2 separate regions of the Mus musculus genome follow, and region 1 is linked to region 2. A link is a contact called in public HiChIP or PLAC-seq data. All regions are on one chromosome and are shown on one strand. Each heading gives the region's core, a stretch centred on a gene start, on an enhancer-like site or on the middle of the called end of the contact. The rest is flanking DNA. Distances are from core to core; before and after follow the strand shown. Region 1 overlaps Chd9 (chromodomain helicase DNA binding protein 9). Region 2 overlaps Chd9 (chromodomain helicase DNA binding protein 9).

Region 1 (3,247 bases), core at 184-2,683, 120 kb after region 2:
GAATTCCAGGACGGCCAAGGCTACACAGAGAAACCTTGTGTTGAAACCCCAACTCCTCAATAAAAAAAAAATATCTCTTCTGAGTCAGGCATGGTGGCCCAACAGTCGCAACTGTCATGCCTGACACTCAAGGGGCAGGGGCAGGGGCAGGGGCAGGATTGTGAGATCTGTTCTATAGTAGCACGTGCACAAACAAACACAAACACACACACACATCATAGAAGCAAGGTGTGAAAATCTTCTAATTCCAGCACTTGGGAAACAGAGGCAAGAAACTCAGGAGTTCAAGGTCATTCCTGGTTCCTAGTAAGGTCAAGGCCAGCAGAAGATGCAGGAAACCTTGATGCAACCAAACAAAAGCAGACTCTAAGACAAACTGACTATTAAGATCCCATTTACAAAGGACATTCGGGCATTTTCTTTCTTTCTTTCTCTTTCTTTCCTTTTTTCTTTCTTTCTTTCCTTTTTTCTTTCTTTCTTTCTTTCTTTCTTTCTTTCTTTCTTTCTTTCTTTCTTCCTTTCTTTCTCTCTTTCTCTCTTTCTTTCCTCTCTCTCTCTCTCTCTCTCTCTCTCTCTCTCTCTCTCTCTCTCTCTCTCTCTTTCTTTCTTTTCCGAGACAGGGTTTCTCTGTATAGCCCTGGCTGTCCTGGTACTCACTCTGTACCCCAGTCTGGCCTCGAACTCAGAAATCCGCCTGCCTCTGCCTCCCAAGTGCTGGGATTAAAGGCGTGCACCACCATGCCCGCCTGGGCATTTTCTTCTACTACTGCACCCCACTAGCACACGGAGATGAGGCTGGCCTTCAACTCCTGGATCCCTCTGCCTTCGCTTCCTGAGGGTTATCAACATAGTTCCTTGAGCCATATGACACACCCACTTTGCACTATTATTGTGACAGCATCTCAGTATGTCCAAGCCAACCTTCATCCCTCAAAGTCGTAGATGACCTTGAACTTCCGATTTTCTTGCTTCAATCACCCACTGGCTAAGATTATAGGCATATATTACCATGCCCAGTTTTAAATTTTATTATACAGGAAACTGAAGTCTAAGGAAGAAAAGTACCTAGGGTTATCGGCTCTTTCACACATGCACCCACTGACACACAGTTACCTGTCTGAAGAGGCTTGAACTAGGAGCTGTGGTTCCATCAGGGAGGAACACAGACATTTCCTATTCAACCTTCAACCAATTAAAATCCCTGATCCCAATTCCAGGGCTCTTCGCAGCACCCAGAACCCAGCACTCAGGTTGGATTTGTCATTTCCAGGGGCCTGGGTGCCTTGGTGCCTTATTAATCTACCATCCCTGGGACGACCATCCAAAGAGCACAGTAATCGTTATGCAAATGTAATGCCTACACTCGGTGCTGAACCAGACCTTACAGGACTCTCCAATATAGAGATGCAGCACCGACCAAGTTTGCTTCCCCGTCTGGATGGGAGCCTTCTCAGCCCACTTTTACTCACTGTGAATGCTTTTACACTCTCACCTTTGGCTCGTCTCCTTCCAAGCACCAATGCACAGAAGTAGAAATGAGATAAAGGTTGTTTCAAAGGCAAAGGAGGAAGGGAAAAGGGGGTAGGCGGGAGCAGAAAGTAAACCATAGAGAAGACGGAACCAACTTCACCTTCCACACAACCCTGCCGAGAGCCAGCCTTAGCCAAGGTCAGGGATGCCAGGCAAACCCCACCCAGACAGATATCCCGGAAAGCGGCCTGGGAGTGGCTAGTGCATGTCCCCAGAGCCTGGGCAATGTTATTTCCTGGGCAACTACAAGTCACACAGGATGAAAGCTATGACTGCACGTCTGGGGTAGGGTGGGAGGCTTTGCCAGAAGGTGGGGGTGGGGCAGGAGCCCGGGAGGAGGGGCCGAGCCTTGGCTGGCTTCGCACAGACACAGACACATCTCTTCATTTTTTCCAGACTGGAAAGAGCTGTTTGGGCTGTGCACATTTGCAGAGAGTCACGGTCTTTACTATGCTTCCTGGCTCCCTCCGAAGCTTGCCTTTTGTCATTCAGTCAAAACCCAGCTTGTATTTTTCATGAGGAGAGCTAAACAGACTGTGGGGTCTCTTCCCCCCATGTTGTGCTCAAAAGCACATCACAACTGACTTAAAAAGCCCCACCTCCTCACTTGGACAGCAGGGGTTGGGGGTGGCATGCTATAGAGACAAAGACCCAAGTTTAGACAAACATTGTCTCCCGGTTGGAGGTGCGCTCACACTATTTTCCCTGCGCACACACACACACACACACACACACACACACACACACACACACACACACTTTTTTTCCCTTCTTTTTTTTTTTTAAAGCAAAATACTATACCAATAGCCAATTCAGTACTTTACGCATGTCTCTTCCTTATCTACACTGTCAGGAGCACAGGTAGGGCCAGAAATAAGTTAGTTAATTTTTAAAAATGCCTTCTTGCCAAAATGCACCCTCCCCCAAATGTTTCTACCCAGAGAACCCTTATCCATCCAATAGCAAATGTGTGTACGTGCATTTCCCATGCCAACCAATTCTCCAACACCAGCTGGTGCCTACGATGCAATTCAGTTCCGAGAGTGACTACCTACAGTTGGCATGAGAGCCCACAGGTTGAAGGCTCGATCCCAGAGACCATCTGTACTTCAAAAAGTTACACACATCCCAGAGAACTGTGACCCAAGTCACAAGTTCTGTCTCAAGAAAACAAAGAGAGGGATGGGGAGTTGGTTCATCAGTTAAGAGCACTTGTTCCTGCAGGACTCTTAGAACCTACACAATGACTTGCAACCATCTGTAACTCTGGTCCCAAGGGATTTAAAGTCCTCTTCTTGGCCACCAAGTTCACATATGATATGAATACAAACATACAGGCAAAACACTCAAACACATAAAAATATTAAGTCAAGCCGGGCAGTGGTGGCACACACTTTTAATCCTAGCACTTGGAAGGCAGAGGCAGGTGTATTTCTGAGTTCGAGGCCAGCCTAGTCTACAGAGTGAGTTCTAGGACAGCTAGGGCTACACAGAGAAACCCTGTCTCTAAAAACAAAACAAAACAAAAAACCAAAACAAAACAACAACAAAAAAAAATTAAGTCTAATTATTTTTTAGAGAAAGAAATGGAAGCACTCCAAGTGAACACCTAGAAATGAATAGGTAAACAAATTATATATAGTACTTCTAACATGGAGTAGGGCTGGCATGGTTTACAGCCCTGTAATCCCAGCACTTGGGAAGCAGAGACAGGACC
Region 2 (3,468 bases), core at 544-3,043:
CAGGGATTTGTGTATGCTATGCAAATATTCTACCACTGAACCACATTCCTAGCACCATCCTTAAAATCTCAATGAAGAATACCAAATGCGGTGAAGGTTTTTTCCTTACATCTGCCAAAAAGTGTGCCCTCTGTGCTTGTCTCAGCTTGAATCGCTTGATTTTCTGCTGGATCCTTTTATCTTTCAAAAGCTGCTGTTCCGTGGCCCACTCACAGTGGAGATAAGAGCTAGAAGTTATAGAAAAACAATACATTAGAATGATACAGAAAACTATGTTTCTCCAAATGTATTTTGCATTAAATTATCCAATACAAAAATATTAGTTTTCATTTTACATATAGGTAATCACTTCATTCAATTTCAATAAATTTCATAAGACTTCTAAAACAGCCATCTTGATCCTGGAATGCTAAAGAAATTGTAGCTGAGGAGTCATGGTTTGTCTCCATGGTTTGATAAGCTGTCCGGAAGCTATTTCTACAACATGACTTATTTTTTATTATACTGATTTTTGTCACGATCAAAGTCATGTGCATTAAAACCCACACAATTTTTTTTGAAAGAGTTAGTCAATGTATGAAGAAAAGCTGGAACCTATACAAAAGGAATCCACTTCCTCACAACTGGTCACTCCACTGATTTAACCAAGGTAAAAATGGAAAACCTTAAAGTGAAGTCATCAATGAATACATCTGACACAGCAACCGAAAGATCAGTTGTTGTGTATAAACATAATAACACCTAAAGAGCTCAAAACAGAAAGGGGATAAGTACCTATAGTTTATAAAATCATATTTTATAATATTCTTGCATGTTCATATAATTTCAAATATTCAATCTTAACATGAGAGGTTTTCCTTCCTTCCTCCTTTTTTTCTTTCTTTCTATCTTTTTGTTTCTAGAAGCAGGGTTTCTCTGTGCAGCCCTGTCTGTTCCGGAACCAGCTCTATAGACCAGGCTGGCCTCAAACTCAGTGACCTGCCTGAATCTACCTTCCAAGTGCTGGGATTAAAAGTGTGTGCCACCGCTGCCTGGTGACAAAAGATTTCAAATACAACTTTTTTTTTTTACTTTTTAATGATTGAGTTCTTGAAATTATAAATAATACAAATTTTTATTAAAATGTAAATAAAATGAAAATGTATGGCTGGAGAGATGGCTCAGTGCTTAAGAGCACTGACTACTCTTCTGAAGGTCCTGAGTTCAAATCCCAACAATCACATGATAGCTCACAATCATCTGTAATGAGATCTGATGCCCTTTTCTGGGGTGTCTGAAGACAGCTACAGTGTACTCACATATAATAAGTAAATCTTTTTAAAAAGCAAGTATATTAATTGTAACTCAATATACTTACAAGTTAGATAATTTATATTTAACTAAACATCATAATGTTACACCATAATTTTTAATTTAAATACTTACTAATTTTTGTACTTTACAAAAAATTCTTCTATATCAAGCATAACTCCAGGTGATACCTAAAACATTAAAATGAACAACTGTGATTCAAGCAGGGCAGAAACTACACCATGTAAGGTATAATGTACCATGACTTACTTCCTTTTTTACAGTCCTACAAGCTAGTATTTTGTCTACAATTGCAGCATCTTCTTCACTTGGATTTTCCTAGGAGAAAGAGGGAAAAATCTATGATGGAATGAATATATTCTCAAAAGGTTGTCATTTAACAAACAAGAATGCATTCACATTGAGCACTATGTGAAATGTCAGGAACGAGAAACAAGTCTTATTCTCACTGCCCTGACATCATCTGCATGGCCACTACTAACCATGCTGCGCTCCTTCATTTCAAAACCTCTACTATCACCGCTTTTGCGGCCAACTGGAGCCTCGAGCTAATCAAGATAAACATTTGCCTGAGGTTTCAAATCAAACTGACAGTGGCTGAATGTTTGGCTCACAGTGCATAAGAGAAAAAGTAAAAGTAGAAATACAGACTCTGGTGCTGAGTTAGACAAGGAAGCCCAGGAAACAAGGGCTCTTGAGTTCCTGGTGGCTGGCTCGGGCTTAGTCTTACCACAAACAGCTGCAGAGGCTGCTCTCCAGGCGGAGGAGCCGAGTTCCTCTTAACTCTCAGACTGCCTTTCACTTCTTCTTCAGATTGCTTTCCTTCTGCATCTTCTGCATATTTTTTCCTCTTAATTTGTCGATTTGATCTTCTTTTCTGTAATGAATCACAAGGATCTGATTTATATAAATTATTTTAAAAATATTTAGCAGGGATTTAAAGAATGTTACCCTTTATGCTGGTGATGTCTTAGGACAAAAACCTTTGAAAGTATATCCCATTCTGGTCTCTCATGGTTTTCTGAGTAAGGCTGTAGCATGCTCGTGGCCGTGAGCTCACAATCCTCCCAAAGCTTCACTTGGCCCAGTTTCAAATATGAGAGCTGAGGGACACCTTTATTTATTTTTCTTTATAAATTAAGGCTAAAAAGATCTGCTTTTGTTTTGAACTAGTTCACAGCTTAGAAATGCAATATTCTATTAGTAATACCTTTATTGCTGGATGAGTTTTCTTTAGAAACAATTATGAAAATGAAGGGTTATTTTATTTAGCTATTGATTTACTCCCTAGGCAACACACATTTTAAACTATATACAGTTTCACACATTAGTCCCAAACCTAAAAGTTACATCAAATGGTTCCTGTTAGATAATTATTTGGGGATAAATGTGGAGGAAATTAAATGTTCTCTAAAGTATGTAAAAATGTTTAAGATAGAAATAATATGAAATCTTTTAGAATAACTACATAAAATGATTCCCTTTAATTAAATCTAGATGAAGTAATAAAGTGGTTCACTAGTACTAATAGTTTCCTTAATGTTAAAAAAAGCACAAAAACCATAAAACTAGAGCCTTTTAAAGGTATTATTTAGAGTAACAGGTCTTTTTAATAGTCTAACTTTAAATCAGAACCAAATGTACGTGGCTTTACATACCTCCCTAATCACAATTTTTCATGTTTTCACCCCCCCCAAAAAAAAAGAAAAAGAAAAGAAAAACCAAAGCTTAGGTTGGTTTCAGAATACATGAGCTCTTAAAGGTATTTGCACTTTCATTCAGGGCAGAAGGCTCTCTACTGAGTAATAGCAGTTACTGCATGAATCCAACTCTTGCTTTTCCTGTTCTATTTCCTGACATTCCCCAGAAGTGGTCTCAGAAAACAGCCCATATGTTCTACCTATGGCTCCTGCGGTATTACCTATGTGGGAGCTTTTTCCTTATATTCACAAACATAACAAACGCAGCTGTAACAGAACCAGCTGAAACTGTGTAGCAGTGAGGCACCGAGCTGTTACTGTACTAAGGCTGCAGTGGTTGTGCCTTTATGACTATGCTTCATTTGTTTTATGAGCTGAGCAATACTGCAAGAGAGAAAGGCAATATATGGAGGGCCAAATCCCATGTCTTTTTGTTAGGATGGTCACCATCTGCTAA

What was found. HiChIP or PLAC-seq counts read pairs in DNA pulled down with a chosen protein or histone mark.
Region 1: a contact with region 2 is called in an H3K4me3 HiChIP or PLAC-seq map of microglia, with 5 times the contacts expected there. The contact joins two enhancer-like sites. A contact is called at or near these places in 4 of 115 datasets of contacts at active chromatin or transcription factors (bone marrow-derived macrophages, embryonic basal ganglia and microglia) and 3 of 9 other capture datasets (adipose tissue, liver and pancreatic islet).

What each region holds. Positions count from the first base shown.
Region 1 is chr8:90,853,422-90,856,668 of GRCm38.p6, reverse strand. All of the region lies in intron 2 of Chd9 (chromodomain helicase DNA binding protein 9), which reads right to left. Among named protein-coding and RNA genes, the nearest start is that of Chd9, 26 kb to the right of the region's middle. Within about 2 kb of position 1,433, at least 83 of the 459 cell types and tissues checked have an H3K27ac peak or open chromatin away from gene starts, as enhancers often do. A contact at or near this core is called in adipose tissue and microglia, where this site is marked.
Region 2 is chr8:90,975,641-90,979,108 of GRCm38.p6, reverse strand. It overlaps Chd9 (chromodomain helicase DNA binding protein 9), which reads right to left. Exons shown (of 40, transcript NM_177224.2): 6 at 2,042-2,188; 7 at 1,561-1,629; 8 at 1,426-1,481; 9 at 110-227. Among named protein-coding and RNA genes, the nearest start is that of Gm39221, 82 kb to the left of the region's middle. Within about 2 kb of position 1,793, at least 94 of the 459 cell types and tissues checked have an H3K27ac peak or open chromatin away from gene starts, as enhancers often do. A contact at or near this core is called in adipose tissue and microglia, where this site is marked.